7 separate regions of the Mus musculus genome follow, and all the other regions are linked to region 2. Evidence: chromatin contacts called from public Hi-C and HiChIP or PLAC-seq data. All regions are on one chromosome and are shown on one strand. Each heading gives the region's core, a stretch centred on a gene start, on an enhancer-like site or on the middle of the called end of the contact. The rest is flanking DNA. Distances are from core to core; before and after follow the strand shown.

What was found. Hi-C and Micro-C count contacts between places; a contact is called where the count stands out from the background. HiChIP or PLAC-seq counts read pairs in DNA pulled down with a chosen protein or histone mark.
Region 1: a Hi-C map of adipose-derived mesenchymal stem cells shows a contact between it and region 2, with 3 times the contacts expected there. The contact joins the enhancer-like site here to the promoter of Gtdc1 in region 2. A contact is called at or near these places in 5 of 39 promoter capture datasets (the C10 cell line, the HPC-7 cell line, cranial neural crest and 2 more), 1 of 484 Hi-C or Micro-C datasets (adipose-derived mesenchymal stem cells) and 3 of 115 datasets of contacts at active chromatin or transcription factors (bone marrow-derived macrophages, large pre-B cells and stem cell-derived neural progenitor cells).
Region 3: a Hi-C map of the N1E-115 cell line shows a contact between it and region 2, with 2.3 times the contacts expected there. The contact joins the enhancer-like site here to the promoter of Gtdc1 in region 2. A contact is called at or near these places in 5 of 39 promoter capture datasets (the 3T3-L1 cell line, 3T3-L1-derived adipocytes, liver and 1 more), 1 of 484 Hi-C or Micro-C datasets (the N1E-115 cell line) and 1 of 115 datasets of contacts at active chromatin or transcription factors (bone marrow-derived macrophages).
Region 4: a contact with region 2 is called in a Hi-C map of muscle stem cells, with 2.3 times the contacts expected there. The contact joins the enhancer-like site here to the promoter of Gtdc1 in region 2. A contact is called at or near these places in 10 of 39 promoter capture datasets (the 3T3-L1 cell line, 3T3-L1-derived adipocytes, the HPC-7 cell line and 6 more), 9 of 484 Hi-C or Micro-C datasets (the C2C12 cell line, adipose-derived mesenchymal stem cells, liver and 4 more) and 6 of 115 datasets of contacts at active chromatin or transcription factors (astrocytes, embryonic fibroblasts, embryonic limb bud and 3 more).
Region 5: a contact with region 2 is called in an H3K4me3 HiChIP or PLAC-seq map of forebrain, with 4 times the contacts expected there. The contact joins the enhancer-like site here to the promoter of Gtdc1 in region 2. A contact is called at or near these places in 3 of 39 promoter capture datasets (the 3T3-L1 cell line, 3T3-L1-derived adipocytes and hippocampal neurons), 1 of 15 datasets of contacts at CTCF or cohesin (the NIH/3T3 cell line), 3 of 484 Hi-C or Micro-C datasets (cerebral cortex and cortical neurons), 4 of 115 datasets of contacts at active chromatin or transcription factors (SST interneurons, astrocytes, embryonic forebrain and 1 more) and 1 of 9 other capture datasets (embryonic tail).
Region 6: a contact with region 2 is called in an H3K27ac HiChIP or PLAC-seq map of large pre-B cells, with 5 times the contacts expected there. The contact joins the enhancer-like site here to the promoter of Gtdc1 in region 2. A contact is called at or near these places in 3 of 39 promoter capture datasets (the 3T3-L1 cell line, cranial neural crest and pre-B cells) and 1 of 115 datasets of contacts at active chromatin or transcription factors (large pre-B cells).
Region 7: a contact with region 2 is called in an H3K27ac HiChIP or PLAC-seq map of heart atrium, with 8 times the contacts expected there. The contact joins the enhancer-like site here to the promoter of Gtdc1 in region 2. A contact is called at or near these places in 9 of 39 promoter capture datasets (the 3T3-L1 cell line, 3T3-L1-derived adipocytes, embryonic stem cells and 5 more), 1 of 15 datasets of contacts at CTCF or cohesin (the NIH/3T3 cell line), 9 of 484 Hi-C or Micro-C datasets (adipose-derived mesenchymal stem cells, beige adipocytes, cerebral cortex and 4 more), 7 of 115 datasets of contacts at active chromatin or transcription factors (the NIH/3T3 cell line, astrocytes, bone marrow-derived macrophages and 4 more) and 1 of 9 other capture datasets (embryonic stem cells).

Annotation. Positions count from the first base shown.
Region 1 is chr2:45,775,907-45,778,606 of GRCm38.p6, reverse strand. No RefSeq gene overlaps it. Among named protein-coding and RNA genes, the nearest start is that of 1700019E08Rik, 81 kb to the right of the region's middle. Within about 2 kb of position 1,401, at least 72 of the 459 cell types and tissues checked have an H3K27ac peak or open chromatin away from gene starts, as enhancers often do. A contact at or near this core is called in adipose-derived mesenchymal stem cells, where this site is marked.
Region 2 is chr2:44,925,816-44,928,616 of GRCm38.p6, reverse strand. It overlaps Gtdc1 (glycosyltransferase-like domain containing 1), which reads left to right and starts at 1,381. Exons shown (of 11, transcript NM_001362987.1): 1 at 1,381-1,475.
Region 3 is chr2:45,816,768-45,819,467 of GRCm38.p6, reverse strand. No RefSeq gene overlaps it. Among named protein-coding and RNA genes, the nearest start is that of 1700019E08Rik, 120 kb to the right of the region's middle. Within about 2 kb of position 1,312, at least 9 of the 459 cell types and tissues checked have an H3K27ac peak or open chromatin away from gene starts, as enhancers often do. A contact at or near this core is called in the N1E-115 cell line, where this site is marked.
Region 4 is chr2:44,147,319-44,150,018 of GRCm38.p6, reverse strand. All of the region lies in intron 10 of Arhgap15 (Rho GTPase activating protein 15), which reads right to left. Among named protein-coding and RNA genes, the nearest start is that of Arhgap15os, 83 kb to the right of the region's middle. Within about 2 kb of position 1,263, at least 29 of the 459 cell types and tissues checked have an H3K27ac peak or open chromatin away from gene starts, as enhancers often do. A contact at or near this core is called in the C2C12 cell line, astrocytes, heart atrium and 2 more, where this site is marked.
Region 5 is chr2:43,977,043-43,979,742 of GRCm38.p6, reverse strand. All of the region lies in intron 6 of Arhgap15 (Rho GTPase activating protein 15), which reads right to left. Among named protein-coding and RNA genes, the nearest start is that of Arhgap15os, 87 kb to the left of the region's middle. Within about 2 kb of position 1,347, at least 28 of the 459 cell types and tissues checked have an H3K27ac peak or open chromatin away from gene starts, as enhancers often do. A contact at or near this core is called in SST interneurons, cerebral cortex, cortical neurons and 3 more, where this site is marked.
Region 6 is chr2:45,907,741-45,910,440 of GRCm38.p6, reverse strand. No RefSeq gene overlaps it. Among named protein-coding and RNA genes, the nearest start is that of 1700019E08Rik, 210 kb to the right of the region's middle. Within about 2 kb of position 1,345, at least 8 of the 459 cell types and tissues checked have an H3K27ac peak or open chromatin away from gene starts, as enhancers often do.
Region 7 is chr2:44,103,792-44,106,564 of GRCm38.p6, reverse strand. All of the region lies in intron 8 of Arhgap15 (Rho GTPase activating protein 15), which reads right to left. Among named protein-coding and RNA genes, the nearest start is that of Arhgap15os, 40 kb to the right of the region's middle. Within about 2 kb of position 1,489, at least 93 of the 459 cell types and tissues checked have an H3K27ac peak or open chromatin away from gene starts, as enhancers often do. A contact at or near this core is called in adipose-derived mesenchymal stem cells, astrocytes, cerebral cortex and 4 more, where this site is marked.

The sequences.
Region 1 (2,700 bases), core at 152-2,651, 850 kb before region 2:
GAGTTTGAAGCAGCAAATGGTTCCTTACCTTCAATTCACACCTGCCATTTGAGCTTGCCGTTGTAGTTACAAATTATTCCTGAGACTGAAAATTACACCTAGAAAAGAAGTAGAAACCATCTATAGCCTCTATAATACCGTCTTTCAGGCACCGATTCAAAGCTTGAGGTCAATGAAAGTTTAAAATCTTTCTAAATTTTTAAATTATATTGAATGGGCCACCTGCTGCCCCATTTAGGCACCGGCCAGTGAAAGATGCTCAGAGTCCAAGCGCCACTAGATAAGCAAGTGGTAACGAGATGGGGGAGAAAGAAGCAGAGTAGACCGTGTACTACTATGAAGAGACAGAACTCGAGACTCACAGCAGTGAGGGACAGCCTTATAAGAGAGGCCTGTGTTGCCACTTGAGGCCAGGGTGATGACCGGTCCCTTCTGCAGCAAAGGACCATGTCTGGGTCTCTAGCTCTGGTGTAGGTGTTTACGTGTCTGTGGTCGATGTTATCACCAAAGACCATGAAGACATATGTCCTCTGAGCTGCCGCCTGAAGCCATGTTGATGTCCCAGGGCCTTTCTGAGCTGGCCCTACTCCTTGATTGCTATAGCACACAGGAAAGCCCTTCTGCCTGAGCAGCACCGAAGAGCTAGCCCTGATGGCATAAGCGTGGAAGAGCTGGCGAGTTTAGGAGAGCTGGCGCTGGTGGTATGGCCACCAGAGAGAGGGGGTAGGTTGGCAAACTCATTTACTAGCCAGGCCCAAATCTAGGGCTCCAACATCTACTGCCGGATCTATGTGCTACTGGAGAGCGTGAAGGCAGAACCAAACCTGCAGGATCTCCATGACACAGGGCAACAAGATATATGAGAGAAGTCCTGGTGAGGATCAACCTGTATTGATGGTGCAGCCAGAGGCCTCGAACCAGACCAATGACTCATTGTAATGAGCATTAGCAAGTAAAGCTGTTTGGGCGAAGGGGTGTGGCACACTGTGACTCACGGCAGATTCCATGGCAAAACTTTGCTTTGTTTTGTTTTGTTTTCTTCCCCATGGGAAGGACGAAGGGGGGGGTGATATTGCAAAGGTGGAGGGTGGATATAGAAGGCCTGGGAAATGAGTGGCATTTGGGTGCACGATGTGAAATTCATAAAGAATCAATAATAGTTATGAGACTAAAACACCAAAATATTGTTATTTTAAAGTATATGCGTGTGTAGGAACGTATGTGCTCCAGTGTGTATGTACTCGCACGCGTTGTGTATGTGTCCATGGGGGACAAAAGTGTAAGGGTTTAGGGTTCTCTGAAGTTCTATTTAAAACTGACTGAGTCACCAGATGTGGACACTGGGAACCCAGTTTCAGTCTTCAGTGTGGTACATGCTCTTAATCAATGAGAGAGCTCTTAAGACAGCCCAGTTCTTGACTTCTCATCCTGACTCATCTTTTAGCTCCCACAATAAAGGTTACAGAGCACAATGCACGCAAATTCTAAAAAGGACACTTTGCTTTAGAGATGCAGAAGGTTGGCAAGGCCTGCCACATTCCCACAGCTTCTGTCATTCAGGTGAACCTCAGAAACTCAATGACAACACTCCCTGATTTGGGCAAGCCTGCAGAGGGCAGGATTCCAGCTGGCTGGGATCTCCGACTGGAGGCAACACGGGGACGGACCCGCCTTTGTGAAATGAAACGGGTTGCAAGGGAACAAAGTGACGCAGATTCCTGTGTTCAATGACCGTATGGTTTTCATTATCTTGTTCTCAAGGAAGAATTCATCCAAAGAACAACCAAATGAAAGCAATGTGTACTCTGTGTCAACCCATCCTTGGATGAATGTGCCACATTTGCTCCATTATCTTGGCGGTGATTGTCTAAAGGTGGAGACGCGGGGCGGTAAAGACAAAGCAAAAACACCGAGGAGCAATGGTGGTGGGGGTAAGAGGAAAGAAACACTCTGGTGTCTTATTATGTAGCTTCCCACACTCAACAAAGCTGTAATTCATCCTGCAGGTGCAAACACTGCTGGCTTGCTCACAGGCTCTTGACGGATGGGCCGGATGCGTGATTCTTACCCCAGATGCTCTTTGGAACAGCAGCTATGAGATAGGCGACTATGTGCACCTGAATCAGCACATTCACTGAAGGGTTTTATCTCATTCCTGATTTCACAAACAGTTCTGTACATAGGGCAACAAGCATTTGGCAAAAGGCTGTTATCTTTCTTTTAATGCAGAAAAATGATCAATCTACACATCTCTAGAGTCATTTCTTTATGGTTGTCTCTGAGGTAACCCTGGTATTAATGCCCTGATTACCCAGAGGCACATTAGTGAACCATTATCAGACTACAGGGAAATATTATATTCTCTTGTGATTCCTACATGATTTTCAAGAATTTGGCATTTTCTACAATAAACTAGGGGGTTCAAGCCATTTGAATTGATAGGCTATTCAAAATAACAAAGGCCATGTGACCTGAAGCTCCCCACTCCTGCTCATTAACTGCCACCAGCTTTAAGGATTTTAAGATTTGAAAGAAAACCAAGTCTTTCAGGTTGAAGTTTCACTGACTCTTGGCAAAATCTAACTTCCTGGTTAAAAGGAAAAAAAAAAGTTTATGAAAAAGCTCACAAGGGTTCTTAGACATCAAATGGGTCTTACGAAACCACATTTTGATGAGCTAAGTGTAAATGAATCAGAAACA
Region 2 (2,801 bases), core at 132-2,631:
CTCATTTTCTCTGGACTTCAGATCTTAATCAGCAAAATAATAATAAAGACTCCCGGTGATCTTAAGTATACAATTCATGTATAAAATTATGGCTTTTTCCAGATTGATGAATAATAGTAGGCTTTGGGCTTTTCCCCAATATTTTATTCTGTGAAAAAGGATTTACTAGATCCATTTGCCATTTGGAATTCTCATTTTCAGCTTTCTGCATTCACTTTTTTTGTGTTTCCCAATTTGTGTAAAAGTAGATGGACAGATGGTTTATTAGGCTTTTTAAATGCTCGGGATACTGTTGTTCAAGTCAACAGAGGTTTTAAGCTTTGGAGGTCCACATAGAGTGTGGGCTTTGTTTAGAACAGAAGATCGTTTTCACTGTTCAATTTAAGGATAACAATGTTTTCTCACATAACTTTAAGCAACTTGTGGTTGTAACTCCAAAGGCCTAATCAGGCTCTGTTATTTTGGTATGCTTAATGCATTTCTGCACTACAGTCTGTTCCAAGTTGTAGCTTTAAAAATGAAGTTACCAGATAAAAGCATAGACCTACCGTTGCATGTTCTGTCTTTGCATGAATCATTTAATCCACAACGTGATCCCAAATACGAAATCACTAATTCAGACTCACAGAAATGTAAGGGAGATAAATTCCTATTTTTAATAGAAACCATTTAGACTTTCTTGGATTCTTTCTGACTTTTAATTGCTCTGTAGCTGCTCTTGTGGGGACCGCAGATATGTTATTATTAATACTCTAAGATGCATCTGTAATACGTATAGTCTCGACAGCCAAAAGGCTGCATATAAGTTAAGTACAGGAAACGCCAGCATCGGCTAGGAGAGGTCCCGCAAGAATTCCGAGGGGGGGGGGGGGGAAAGCGGGGCGTGCTGACCAATACCTGCAGGAGGGTGTGCACTCGCCTTGCGGGGTCCCCGAGGCTTAGGCGCGCCCGGAAGGACAGGGAAGGGGACTACAGGTGCCGGCTAGCCACCTGCCTGAGAACGTGCGAGCCGGTGAGTCAGCCCCCAGACCTCTCAGGGGAAGAGAAGGCCGCAGCGCGAGCGAGCGGAGGCAGCGACCAGAGGAGTGAGAGAGAGTACGGAAAAGCCGAAGGGGCGGCGGGGGCGCTGGCCTGACTGGAAAGCGTACGCGGGGCCCGTGGGCGGAGAGCAGGTGTGAGGAGCCGCGCCACCGTGGAGAGTTCGCCCAGCACCGCGCGTCCTCTGAGTCACCGACTAGGCGTGGAGGCCGCCGTCCGGGGGCGGAGCCTCAGGCTTGTGGGCGGGGAGGGGCGGGGCGAGGGCGGGGCCGGCGCCTGACGCGCCCCAAGGCCGCGGCAGCCGCAGCGGGGAGGGGCTGCGGCCTCGGTGGCGGCCGCGGGGGAGGGGCTCGGCGTCAGCGCGTCGCCAGCTGGGCTGTCGGTGGCCTGGAGGGAGCCGTGGAGGAGGAGGAGGAGAGGAGGAGGAGGAGGAGGAGGTGAGTCGCCTTGGCTGGGAGCTGCGCTGGCCGCGGGAGGCGGGGAGCGCGGCCCCTCCCTCCCGGCGCCCGCCTCGCGGGGCCGCGCCGCGCGGAGTTCCCAGTGGGGCGGCGGCCGCGAGGAGCGGAGGGGGAGGAGGGCGGAGCCGGGGCCGCGCTTCCCGGGCGCACGCGCGGCCTCCTGCTCTGCCCGGCCGCGCTGTGGCCCCGGGCGATGCTTTTCCCTAGCGCGGAGCTTGGGAAGGGCAGAGTCCAGGCGGACACTGGGACATCGTGCCATGGCTCCCGCGCAGCAAGGCCTGGCCTGCGCTTTCCTACTCGGGATCCACCTCAGGCGGCGAGACCCAACACCTCGCGGCCCCTCATTAGAGGATTCGGCATAGGCCTGATGTTTCCGCAGGATCCCGCCTGACGGGGCTTTCTAAAGCGAGGAAGGGCTCTTGGAGTTAATAAGTCTTTACAACTAACCGAACGACAGCAAAGTTGCATTAATAAATCAGTTTAACCCTCGATCTCGCGATAGGCAGCGTCTGCACCCCAATTCCCACTTCGCGGGGCTCGTGCAACTTTTACAGTCGTAGAACTACCCCTCATTGGATAAGCTTTGAAATAATTCTTAAAGTTAGTGCCTTGAGGCCCTGGGAAGTTCAAAGGAAAGGGCTTACATTTTCCCTCCCATCTGTATCACAGTTAAGGAAATGGAAAACGTGAATTGAAGGCGATCGTTCTCCACGCTGAGGATCATCGTCCCCTCTGTGCCCAGCTTGCGTGACTTAGCACCCCTGAAGTTGACTTTAAAGCTTACTGTAGTGGTTAGGTAAAGGAACTGCTGTGGGGGAAAAGGCAGTATAACTCAACAGAGCCATTTTATTGTGTCTTATTAACCCGTTTACCTTAAGCTTTATCAGTGACAAGAGTTTCATGTTGGAACCCACATACCCAGTGAGATACTGAATTTTCATTAGTACATTCCAGGTTTTGATGTGAAATAGATTCTCAGCTTCAACTGAGAAGAATTATACACTGTTGTCCTTAGGGTCTTGTTCTGTATTTAATGAAACAGTTTAATATTGAGGATTGGGGAAACACATTTTGAATCAGGATACTCCGACAAACTTAAACCATACCTACGAATACACTTTATAGCAACACAGTGTCTTTACTTCTGTTCTGAAATCATGCTGACAGTTTTACCTTATAAATCCTAGACTAATAGGACTCTCTGTTGGTGAGGGACCTCAGCAGTGTTATTCAGCTTCACTATTTTACATTTTCCAGAGATTTAGAAGGAACTAACAGAACTACTTGCCTTTATTAAGGATTTAC
Region 3 (2,700 bases), core at 63-2,562, 890 kb before region 2:
TTATTTTTTATGTTTAGCAGAGAATAAGCAAAATATTCTTAAAATATAATGTAAATTCTCCTTAAATTTAAAAACAACACAGCACCCCCACAAATGCCGGTAGACTCATCCATTCCTTGTGCCCATGGTTTAACATCTAATTTTGTGATTTGAGGACTGAACTTTAATGATAGTACAGAACTCTTCAGACCTACCAACAGAATCAGTTCTACAGTTGAACCATGAGCAGAGGAGTTGATTCTGCCCAAGGCATATCTGGGTTCATTGAAGTTTTAATTTCTAGGAGCATGGTTGTTGAGTACTGCTAAGGAAATTGCTGTGCATACCAACTGTTTTAGTTTCGACTCTCCAACCTCAGCTGACTCCTTGGTTGTAGACACTTGTCTGTCTTTCTTTCATTCTAGCTCAGAACAATGCTCCCTTTTTGGTGGACTGGAAATAAAATCAAATTAAAGGCTTGTTACAATTGTGTAGGCATATAGGGCATAGTCTTACTGCAGTCTATGAGGGAAAAAAACTAGGCAAAAACAAACAAACAAACAAATAAACAGAAGCTTAATGAGAAGCTAAAACTAGAAAAAAAGGAACCCCCATTCAAGACTTTTCTACTCTTTCTGATATCTTAAGTCTGCAATGTTCTCCTAAAAAAAAACATGGGTATTTGCTGCCACTCTCATTCCCAGAGGGGCTTCTTGGATACAGTCCTTGGCTCCAATAGAAACACTTATGTGTATTAAAGTGTAAGAAATTGTTCAGAGAATTCTGAAATGATTGCATTGTCACGAAGAGGGGACAGTAGAAGGCAGGAGCAGCCACAACAGAGACTGGGCCCCACACCCTTGTTCATGTCTCAACATTGAAGAGATTTCCATTTCCACTCTTTCAGGGTGTGTAGCTCTTTCAGAATAGTTAAGATCAAGCATGCTTGTCAAAGCCTCATGCCGTGTCCTCACGTTTCTCATGGCTAGGAGCCAACACTGTCAACACTTGGGTTTGTGCTGTTTAGGATAGAAAACGTGATTGTTCAGCAACATGTAATCAGCTGAAAACAAATCTGGAAGATGTTACCCAAAGACTAGATGATATCCAGGCCCTGGAACATTGCGCAGACAAAGAAAATGAAAGATTCCTTTAAGATAAAAACTCTATCTGTGGCAAGGAACTTGAGACGTTGGAACAAGTTTCAAGTCGATAAGTTTCATAGTAAAGCTTCAAAAAACAGAGGAGACAATCCAAACAGCCCAGTCACTTCCTTTAAGCAGTGAAAGAAGCCAGGATCCAATTTCTGCAACTGTAATCTCTGTCTTCCATGCCCAGAAATCACTTATAATGTGTTACTCAGGGAAGGCGCCCTCCCATGGGAAGAGAATGATGCTTAGGAAGAGCCAGGATAGCAGTTCTAACATTTGAACTTAGTCCTGACTTAGATGATGTGTGACTGTGGCTATGGCATCTGGTTTATTAACCCATTTTTTCCTTTATGTGAAAATGTGGAGGTAGCAAAATGAGTTCAGCTAGTGTTTCAAGCAAACATTTTTATTATCCCTTTCATTCATGTTTTCTACCCAATCACATCTTACATTATGCTAATGTAGTAGACAAGAAGTTTATGACAGCATAGGGTTGGAGAGGAAAACATAATGTGCCAATATTAGTAAGAATTTGCTTTCCAAACTGTAAAAGCCTGTTCTTTTCTACCAAGATGGGTTCTTGTACCTTTTGAATCAGTGCTATGTGCATGCCCTCTCTGCTTCCCTGGGACTCCCTTTTATTAGACATTGAAGAAGGATTTTTCAGGCCCTCTGCTATGAGCTCAAACCTGAAAACATGTATGAAGCTTATCTGCAAGCAAAGGCACTGAGTGGGTCTACAAAACTGAGTGAACATAGCTAATGCCAACCAAGTATAATTATCATGATGTATTTTAATATTTCATTTAAACCTTAGGATATATCCTTGAAGAAGTAATCAGATTATTGTTATTGGGTAGATGATAAGACTGAGTAAAAAGATTTAGTGAATTGGAAGCAGATGTCATCTTCAGTCTTAGAGAATATGTTGGATTGTAAAACAACTTCAGATTGTATATTTTCAGCAATACGTTACTGTGGCATACAATTTGACCTCAAAGGGGGAAAAAGTAAACATGGGCTAATTCCTCATTAATAAAAGGAAGCCTCCTTCAAAAGTACAAAACAATTTTGCAAGGTGAGGAAAGGAATGAGGTGAAAAGGCAGGAATAATAGAAATTATATAATACACAGTGCCTGAGAGTAAAGGGGAATGTGCCCCAAACTCCAGATAAAGTCAAGTGAACTAGGAAAATGTGGAGCTTCCCATTAACAAGCATCCTAAGGGGCAGTAGCATAGAAATAGCTTTATGGTGTATTTGTTCATTCACAAATTTCTAGGAAAGGGAAAGAAAAAATAAGTAATGGTTGTCTTCGAACTAGTGAAAAGCAGAAACTACCTTCTAGAATAAAGCTAACTGAAACACCATACACTTGCAGAAAGAGGATCAATATGTGTACACAGTAGCATATCACAGAGTCTTGGACTAAACCAGGTCTCATTTGGTATCATTGTGGCGGAATGTTTTCCCTGTGGCCCATTTAGCCACCATCCACGTTCATCTCTGTGAAAATAAGAGCCTTTTATTCTTGAAAACATTTGCTTTAGTTTTTATGATTATAATTTAAT
Region 4 (2,700 bases), core at 14-2,513, 780 kb after region 2:
TCTCCTTGCTTGATTGTTTTTCTTTTTCTGAACTGAAAATAGGAAGTGGTCTGAAGAGTATAAAATTAGGTGAAAAGATTAAACTAGAAAAGAGGAGATTATTTTTAACCCTAGAAAAAAAACTTACTAACTCTGTAGGCTGCTAAACTATAAAAATAACTTTCCAGAGAAGTTAAAGAAATCAAAGAATCATTAAGACATTAATCTTTGGAGGAGACAGGAAAATTATGACAAAGTACAGTGCTAAAAGAATTATACAGTACTAAAGTAAGGTACTTAATGCTCAGTGCTTCAGGCTGGTACAAAAGGGTTACCCAGGATAAGTATTGGGCTTGCTATATGTGTGTATATGTGTGTATATATGTGTGTATATTGATGTTTCTGTTGGATATAATTTATTTGCAAATAGAAAAGGGGAATTGGAAAGACCGTCTTATCCTACTAATTTAAAAGGGAATATTAGTCACATGGAAACTCAAAAATTATAAATTATAGTTTAATTCAATGCTTTCCAAACCAATTTAAGATTTCTTAATTTTAATATGTTAAGTCCAAGGGTTGCCTATCTAAGTAGAATTTATATATTCCTCTTCTAACAGAAACAAAAGGTTTTTGCCCATAGCATAGTGACAGTGTTGTGAGAGTTTTTGTATTTTTTAATGAGTCAGTTTTCATTATGTAACAAGAATTAAAAAAACAAAAAACAAAAAACAAAAAAACAAAACTATCAGGTCATGTCGTTTATTGATTCCCAGGACAACAAATATCTGAAAATCTTTGAATGCCTTGTAATAATTATTTTTTGTTTCTGATTATTGAAAACCTGAAAGTGTTCCAAACAAATATAATCTCTTTTTCAAATTTTGTAAACATTTGTTTCCAGGCTAAAACATCCTGTCAGCTCCCAACTCGACTGTGTTTAGTGGTTGAACTATTAACTTCTGAATATAAGACCTTTTAATAGAAACTCCCAGACCAAGAATTTACTTTATAAAATGACACCACTATAAGACATTTTAGAGTACTGCATCTTGATATGCTGACTCTATTTAAACCCTCTATCCGTAATAAAAGGCTAATTGTGCAGGGTCTTAATTTTGGCTTAAAACCAAGTGACTCCAGTGGAAAGTATTTTAAAATCCTAAATTCCAGAATGGGGATTAAGAGTTGTGGTAAATGTTAGAAATTAGACCCACGCTTTATCTGGGAAGAGACACTGTTCTTTTGCAGTCTGGACCCAAAGTGTGGGAATCTCTGCAGCCGATGGGGTGTGAGCAGAGGCATACTGCTGTGTTCCTTAGCTAGCTTCTCTGGTGACTGAACTGCACGTCCACTCTTATGCTAACTTCTGTTATGCTTAAGCTCTTTTTGATAACAAGACTGTTGTATGTTGCTAAGCGGAGATAAACTTAATTAAGTGCCACTAATAAGTAGAGCGAATTAATTAATAACAGCGTTGTATGCAGAATTTGTGAAGATTCAAGACATACAGTTTATTGCAAGATTGAACTATCTGTCATTTCAAAGCAAGGATAAATTTATCTGAGACAGAAAAGCAAGTTTTGGGTAACTTGCTAGATATGAAAAAACCCCTGTGCTTCTCCCTTTTGGAACTCACAGACCTACCCTGTTGTCCACAATTGCTTTTGTCTTTGCAAAATCTACCCAGACCCGCAACTCCCCACCTTGCCATCTCTGGTTTCTTTCCGTTGTCTTTCCTGGTTTCTCTTTTATACTCTTACTGGCTCTTTCCTGTTTACTCTGTTTGGGATTGTCTTCCCTCTTAGCCCTCAATGTGGCTTTCTTACAGACACGGAGGCCCCAGCATGACTACCCGAAAGAGCCAGCTCCAACTTGGATGTCGCACAACAGTGCTGTCAGGAAGGTGGCTGTCTCTGTGGTTGCATTAAAACAAAAACAAAACAAAACACCGAGAGGCAAAAAAAAAAAACAAAAAAAAAACTGGTCTTAATTTTAACTCAGAAAGAAAAGCTAAGTTAATTTGAAGCATACTCTCAAGAGCTTCATTGAGAATCCTGCGCAATGAAGTGCATTTGGACACTCAGCTATAGACATAAAAGTGAGAAAAATCCAAACCAAAACAAACAAACAACAAACACCAACATAGCTTATTCCCTTAGGGACATTATTTTTTTCAAGTCCACAAATATTCTCGAGAGAAAAAGAAAAACTGCTTATCTTGTTCTCTAGATTTGTTTAAAGCATGTAATTTTTATCAGTTTGTTTTTGTTTTTATTACTTTTTTTTTTTCACTCACTGCTTATAAAACTAGGAAGCAGAAGTCTCTCGGGAAGAGGATGGAATCATAAAAGTTTGCAAGACTCTCGTCAGAAACCAAGCAGTACAAATTGCACATTTTTCATAGATGGATCAGCCTTTAGTGCGTGCCTGGATCCAGCTATCATAGATTATTCCAAAGTAGAAAAGAATGAGGAGAATAAAGTTAGCGGGGCTGGGAGAAAACTTGTCTAGTTATGGCAATACAATCTGCACTTTAGGGGACTGGATTTCAAGCAACGGGAAATAGCAACGTAAAGTTTTATTTTTATACCAAAGCACTTAGTAGGATCTCAGTGGACTGAAGGGTTCACTGAGTGAAGTAACAGTATTAACAAGGACAAGTTTCATGTCTCCGCAGAATATTTAGGTCATCATTCCTGCTGCTTATCCAATAATTTC
Region 5 (2,700 bases), core at 98-2,597, 950 kb after region 2:
GTCAGAATTTGCATACTTACTCTGCATGAATTAACTATGAGACATAAAATTCGACTTTGACTTAAATACACATGGAATTCTCTAGGCGTTGCAATTTTTCTAGGCATTGCAATCATGACATCACAGTAATGGCTAAGTCATCAACAAAACCAGAAAAACATGGCTAAGACCCATGACCACCATGTCTTGGTACATGGGTCTAGAAATGTAGTGCTGTTAGGAAACAAAACAAAAACAAGATCATGGGCCCAACCACATCAGGCTGATGGATGATAGAGTGTTTAGGAATTTTTGAGATGGACACTTGTCATTGGGGATCCACAATGACCACTCTGATACATCAGGTGGATGGCCTGGGCTCATGGGAGAAAATACGGAGATATTGGGTTCTCTAAGTTTACTACTGTCCAGAAAACCAGAGTCTGATATTTAACATCTGTCCTATTGATTTTTACTATTTATCTTCTGATCAAAATTTCAAGTGGTGCCAAAAAAAAAAAAAAAATCACTAAGTCAAAAGGACTTGGTGGGGGTATCTTTGTTTCTCTCCCAAAGCCTAAAAGTTATACCCAACCGCAGCACAAAGAGTAAAGAGGTTGTTATTCATATTAACTACATTTACATTCCTAACGCAACATCCAGAGAGCTAATAGTGGGGTTATTAACATAACAAACGTAAATGTTCTATATAAATAATACTGTTTCAGGCCAGCAACCGCTCATCTGACAGCATTTAGGCACAGGCTCAACATCTGTTTATGAACACTTTGCCTAATGATATCATCAGATATCATTAAGTGCGGCAGAATACAGCATAGAGGCAGGTGCAGCTGCCTTCACAACCCATCACAGAGAAAGAAAAGAGCTGCGTTCCCCATCCGAAAACCCATCATTAGGACAATTTTCTTCGACAAACCAGCCCTGTGATTTCAATCTGTATATCACCTGTAATTGTAGTTTTTAGCAAGAAGCTGATTCTATACATTTAGCGACGAATCACGTTGATGGCCTGAATACTGGAAACACATTTGTGGTACCAGCTGCGGCAGCTTTTTTTAGAGCCTGTGTTAACAAAATACTGCTAACAAGGCAAGGCTTGGAGTGCGGCTTTGTTTCTCTTCCTTGTTCATAGTGTTTAGATGTGCATAATTATGGAAATTAGCAATTGATTGCTTCTCAATAATAATTGATTACTGGTCACTGAACTCTGCGGCAGCAGTTTCCTGGAGGTGAGCAGACGAGATAAGTGAATTCCTTCCAGTTCCAGCCTGACAGAAAGAAAGACCAAAAGGACTCTCGATTGTACATCAGTTTCCATGATAAACAGACCAAAGGGATAATAGAATATCCCAGAATCTAGTTTGCCCTGAAGCAAATTGTAGAGATCATAGCAAGCCTGCAGAATTCCCCCTGTGGACCATGTAAGAAACATACATCATTTTTATATATGTCAGTCGGTCTTTGATTTGAAAATATTTCTACCCATTTAATTTATCTCTTTCAGCCAGTTTTCTTAAATTGTACAATTTAAGGGTTATATCAAAAAAATGAATACCAATTTTCTACACCTCTCAAATTGAAACAAACTGACAAAATAATGTGAAGACTCTTTTTTGCAAAGGGGTATAAATTCATAAGCCTATCATGTCAGACAGATACCGAGCACTTCAAAATGACTCTCCTCGTTTTGATCTGCTGTATATCCATCAACATTTTGGTCAGTGCCGACTGACTTGTTCAGTATACCATACCATAACTGTGCCTTGCCGCAGCTCCCATTTAAAGGAAAAGGCACGCATTTCTTGGCTTACTCAGTACTATCAATTTGAACACAACATATCCAATTCAAATTTGCTGCAGTACATGGAAGCCTCGCAGACAATAAAGAACCGAGCTGCTTGTTACATGGGAAACACCGTGACTCATGGTGTTTCAAAGACGTGAAGATCAGAAGGAAGACGACAACAACGACAACAGAAAAAGCTCCTTATTTGAGAAGAGTAAATTGTTAAATGATGCCCTTCCGTGTGTGTGTGTGTGTGTGTGTGTGTGTGTGTGTGTGTGTGTGTGAATTTACACAAGACATGGCTGCACAGTGACAATCAACTTTACAACCCGATTCATGAAAAAAATGCAGCTTGGTTAAGTCAGTATGCTTGATTTCAATAGTGTTTTTATCCCAAAATGGGTAACAGATTGTACAATCATGACTCAAAAAAAAAAAAAATACATGCACAAGTTATAAGAATTAGGCAACAGTTTGAGAATAATGCTGAAATCCTTCTCTCTGCCCACAGAAGGATTTCTCACATAACGAGCAGGTGCAGTTTCCAGAGACCTCTGTCCCTGAGATGGCCAAACCTACTGTTTGTCGCTTCCCCAGAAGCAACACAAGATAATATGGTGATAAAACTCTTGACTAGAGATGAAAATGCAACATTGCATGTCTGTATAATTCTAATCTCTCTGCACTGTCCGTTAACAAAAATTTATAGCCCTGTCTTCCCAGCTTCTCTGTAAGTTAACATTTCTGCATTGAATAATTTGATTTTGAAATTTTGCACTACTTCATAACCAAAACCTTAAAAAAAATAGAATTTAGGCACTGCGGGTGAGTCTGTGCACACACGCCATTATGTTCATGCCAAAAGCATTTAAAAAGAAAATACAGGCAGATCCTCTGTAATATATCTCTGAGTT
Region 6 (2,700 bases), core at 96-2,595, 980 kb before region 2:
CACTTGGGCTTTCCATCTTGTTTAGCTTCTTTGGGTCTATGGGGTATATCATGGGTATCCTGTAATTTATGGTTAATATCCACTTAACAGTGATTACATATTATGCACATCCTTTTGGGTATGGGCTACCTCACTCAGGAAGATTTTTCCAGTGCCCTCCATTTGCCTCAAAAATTCATGATGCCCATGTTTTAAATAGCTGAATAGCATTCCATTGTGTAAATGAGCCACATTTTCTATATCCAATCTTTGGCTGAGGGATGTCTAGGTTACCACGAGGTTCCATTTATTAATTGTTGATCTTAGAGCCTGAGCCTTTGGTGTTTTATTCAAAAAATTATCTCCTGTACCAATGTGTTCAAGGCTATTTTCTACTTTCTCTTCTATTAGATTTAGTGTATCCAACTTTATATTTCTTGATCCACAAGTTCTTGAATTTTGTACAGGATGATAAATATGGATATACTGACACTAATAATGAGACTCTATTATGCTTCCAGACATGAGCCTAGACAAACTGTCCTCTGAGAGGTCCCACCCAGCAGCTGACTGAAGCAGATGCAGAGACCCACAGCCAAACATTTGATAGTTTGGAGAATCTTGTGGAAGAATTGGGAGAAAGATTGAGTAACCCAGAGTGGTCCACAAGAAGACCAACAAAGTCAACTAATCTGGAATCTTAGGGGCTCTCAGAGACTAAACTACTAAACAATGGACATTCATAGGCTGGATCTAGCCACCCCACCCCCACCCCCCACCCCTCACCAAAGACATTTATGTAGCAGATAGGCAATTTGGTCTTCATGCAGGTCCCCCAACATGCAGGTGTGCCCTTGACTCTGTTGTATGTTCATGGATCCTGTTCCCCCAACTGGGTTACCTTGTCTGTCTTCAGTTGGAGAGTTTGTGCCTAGTCTTTCAGTGACTTGATGTGCCAGTGTAGGTTGGTATACAAGGGACCCTCTTGTTTCCCAGAGGAGAAGGAGAAAGAGAGAGTTGGGTTAGGAGTTGTAGGGGTAACTAGAAAGAAAGGGGAGCTACAATTGGGATGTAACGAAAGTAAATAAATAAGTTAATGGAATGAAAAAATAAAACAAACAAAGAAAAACAAAACTTACTCAGATAACTTCCAAAGTATGTCTAATTTTTAGTAGTTCCTAATGTATAGTTCAAGTCCAAGCTTTTAATGCAATATACTCAGACTTCTATTTTTCTGTTTCTATGTTTTGTTTTACTTTAGGAAAGACAAGAAACACAATCTTGGAATAATCTGCTAGTATCCACTTCTCCCCTAATTTCAATGCTAACTCACGACCTTTCACACAGGCTTGGGCTTTTCCTGGCATTCAACTCTCCAGTTTCATATGCTGATGTGTCTTTCAGACTTGCCTAATCAGATCTTGGCCTCCTTTTACATGAACAGCCTAGATCCAGGGATAAGTACTTGATCTAATTTTAGCCTAATAGACAATAAGGTTCTTTGCAGATGTTTTTGCTTGAAAATTTAAACTGGGATTTTTTTTTTCAGCTACAATTTTTGAGAACATGAAACATGGGGAACTGGTGGCCAATGGACCACTCTAACTGTAAGAATATACTGATAGTGGAATGTATTGACAGAAGGAAGCAGCACTAAGAGATGGAAATCCTCCTAAGAACAGGAAGTATTTAAAAAAGAAATCCTTTCTGGACTTCTGATTTATCACACACACACATACACACACACACACACACACACACAGTGGTAGAAAATAGATGCAGATGCAGACACACATAAACAAACACACACTCATGCACACATTGAAAATGTCCACACAATATGTAAGACATAAGTTTCAAAGACCATAAGATATACATAAATAGTGATCTAAAATAGTATTACAGAGCAGAAAGGCATCTACAATTTACTGAAGTGTGCTCTGACATGCTCAAATGCCCAGGACAAATAAGGCAATTACAAAAAATGTTCCTTTAACTGAAGTACTAGAATGCATCAGTGGAATTTGCTAAGAGGAAAAGCTATAAATAAAGAGGCAAAAATGAATGGATATGAGCTTTGTAAAGATCTTGGTAGTGATGGAAAGCCTTAGATAATATTATCTAAATGTGTTTGAACAATGAGATAGGATCAATAGTTGACTTATAACTGTGTGTAAGAATAGTGTTGCCTTTTTAAAAACCTTTGCTGCTGAGAATATCGGTTGCCATTTCAATCTAACATTAGTTATTAGGAGGTGGAAGTAATGTCCAAGCAGATGGTTGTCAGTAAACTGATGACTACAGTTATGGATGTGTGTCCAAATACAATCCTCAGAATTTGGTATGCTACAGAGATTCCTAAATGTGACTGCCAAAATAAATCTGGTCTGGAAAATAATTTTGAGGATTTTACCCTCCTAAATTTTTTTCCTAGCATTTTAAGAGAAAGCTATTTGTAAGAAACCGAAATTACACAGATATAGACAATTACAGTATTCATTAGAGCAACTTTCAAGTTTCTTAAAGTCATTGAGGAAAAGGTACCCCAATACATACCTCATGTCGGTTTCATCAATCCCATCCACCATGTTTATTTATTGTAAAAGTATCTTTTATTCACTAGATGTAATTGCCATCTTAGAGGCTTCCTGCTGAGTAAGTTCACCCTTTCTAGCTTGTATTGATCTCTAGCTGGCTGGTTCAACTCAGCTCTTCTAGTTA
Region 7 (2,773 bases), core at 240-2,739, 820 kb after region 2:
CAGCAAAAGGGTTTCCCGACAGGCGAGGCAGCAGACACAGCACAGAGAAGGGAAGGGACTTAGCAATCCAAATACCCATGCATTGCAAGTTGCCGTTCGCTTTGGAAATATTGATTCCTTGCCGTCCTTGTTTTCATTTGACAATCCTCGTGAACAGGGAACAATCAGACTAAGAGTGCTTTGCTGTTATTTACTGCCCTGTGGCTCTCATGGTTTCTCCTACTGAAAGAAACTATTCCAAGCATTGTGTATATGTTAAACTTGTGGGAAAGAACGTGTTTATGTTCGGAGGTCTCTGCTCCCCTGCTGATAAACACACATAACCCTAAACACTCAAGTGCGAGAATGTGCATGCGCACATGGGCATACACACACACACACACACACATACACGGGGAGGGGGGAGAGGGAGAGGGAGAGGGAGAGGGAGAGGGGGAGGGGAAGGGGGAGGGGGGAGAGGGAGGGGAAGGGGGAGGGGGGAGAGGGAGGGGAAGGGGGAGGGGGGAGAGGGAGGGGGAGGGGGAGAGGGAGAGGGAGAGGGAGAGGGAGAGGGAGAGGGAGAGGGAGAGGGAGAGGGAGAGGGAGAGGGAGAGGGAGAGGGAGAGGGAGAGGGAGAGGGAGAGGGAGAGGGAGAGGGAGAGGGAGAGGGAGAGGGAGAGGGAGAGGGAGAGGGAGAGGGAGAGGGAGAGCGAGAGGTGTCTATCTTTCCAAACTTTAGGATATTTTCTTCTTCGCTGAGTGAATTAGGCCAACTTTGGGCATGTGCTACATATTGTACAGTTTTGCTGTGAACTTGAATTTGCATTGTGCCTCTTCTCTCAGGAAAGAACATTCCTTGTGGAAACAATACTGTTCTGTAGCAAAACGCAGTTCTCATAATACCCCTGTGAACGGGAACAATTCCACCTTTTTTTTTTTTTTCTTTACTAGAAAATAGAATCATTAAAATATCCCCAAATGACCTATCCTCAACCAGGCTCTGATGGCAGCGAGTATAAAAGGAGTGACTCTAACCCAAAGACCTTTCAGTATTAGGTTTACCAGGTAAGCAATGACTGGGGAAAGCCAAGCTGGCCGTTCCTAAGTTTCTAGGATAATTCTCGGAGTGTTCTCCAAATTGCTGTCCCCGTATGACTTAACTCTGATGATGAAAACACCGTAGACTTTCACTAACCCTGCAAACACTTTAATTAATCTGGTCGGCTGCCGCCAGCTTCCCCCTAGCCAAATGTGCCTAGAGATTACAGAAAACACACACACCCCTAGAAGGCCGACAAATTCTAGTCTAAAATCATCTTTCAAAGCCCCTTCTTGGAAAGCCACAGAGTTTTCGGTCCAGTTTGCACATTCTGGATGGGATTTGGGCTGAGATAAGAATTCTTTATGTCTTGCCTGCAGCTCCAGACCATGTTGCAGGGCAATGGCCACTCTGCCCTGCCTCCTTCACCCTTCCAGGTGGCCTTCTCACCCCCACATTCCCGAGCGCTGAGACCGGCGCCTGGCCTGGGCTTGCACTCTTGGCTGGCTCGGCAGGCCTGTGCAGTGAGTGTAAGCGTGGCAACCTCCCTTGTCTGCTTGGTGATATCAGGGATGGGAAAATGTCACGCCAGACACAGCCTCTCAGAAAGAAGTGTTTGGGGGGACAAAACCCTCTATTATTTGAAGAATTATTTTGACATAAGCGTCAAGCTATTTGCTCCAAAATGTGCGTGCAAAGCACTGTTGCCTACCCCCACAGGAAGTGTATTGAAAACGCATGCGAAGGGTGCGCCGAGCGTATCTGAGGACACAGTGTGTAGTCTACAGCTAAGTGATCAGGGATAGCAGCGTAGTTTGTCCTTACAAATGCTGACAGACAGCTGCAGTTTGCAGCTGGCAGGGAGCTTATGCTCGCTAAACAAAGATCTAGCTGGAGCCCGGTGAATACTTGGCTGTAGCGCAGTAATCATAATTCATAACATACATTTCTAAAGGAGAATTCAAACCCTAAGAAAAAGCTCAGAAAGACTCCTGTCATTTTGTCGCTTGCTGTGGTCCGGATATGTGTTGCTTTCGGGCTATTTTGAAACCCCTCGGGGTCCTATAGAGACCTGGGTCAGCAGGCCTGTCATAAGCTAAACTGCTTTCTGCTTTCCTATCACTCTTTCAGACCTCCTAAGCAAAGTGTTACACCAAATACTCTATTCCTTTCCCCCAAAAGATTCAAATGTAGTAAATTTTCCAATCTCTCTCTCTCTCTCTCTCTCTCTCTCTCCCCTCTCTCTCCAACTTCTCCTCTCTCCCTCTCTCCCACTCTTTTTCTTTCTTTGATTTTTGAAAACATCAGAAAACCTTATTCTTTTGGGCACGTTTCAGATTGCTGTCTCAGAAACATGAAATATTAAATCTGAAAAAAGAAAAAAACCCCGGAAAGAACAAAGTGTAACTGTCCCCAGTTTGGGGGACGAGAAAGACTCAGTTGTGAAGTCACTTGCCCGAGGCAACAAAGGAAGACTTGGAGCAAAGCTGGAATCCAAACTTCTTAACCATCATTTCTGGTTTCTTTGTCAGCACCTCCTTTTGCCTCTTTAATCCCAGATTGACTTTATTAGAAAAATTGTTCTTAAATCCAGAAGAATGTTCAAGGGAGCCTTTTCGGCTGCTTGAGGCGCCCACTGCTGGCCCAGTGCTTCCAGTGACTAGGACTTAACTCCAAATGCAATAATTGCCATCAATTGTTTTATTCTACGTATTCACAATTGGAGAGTTTTGAATATAATATGGAAATATATTG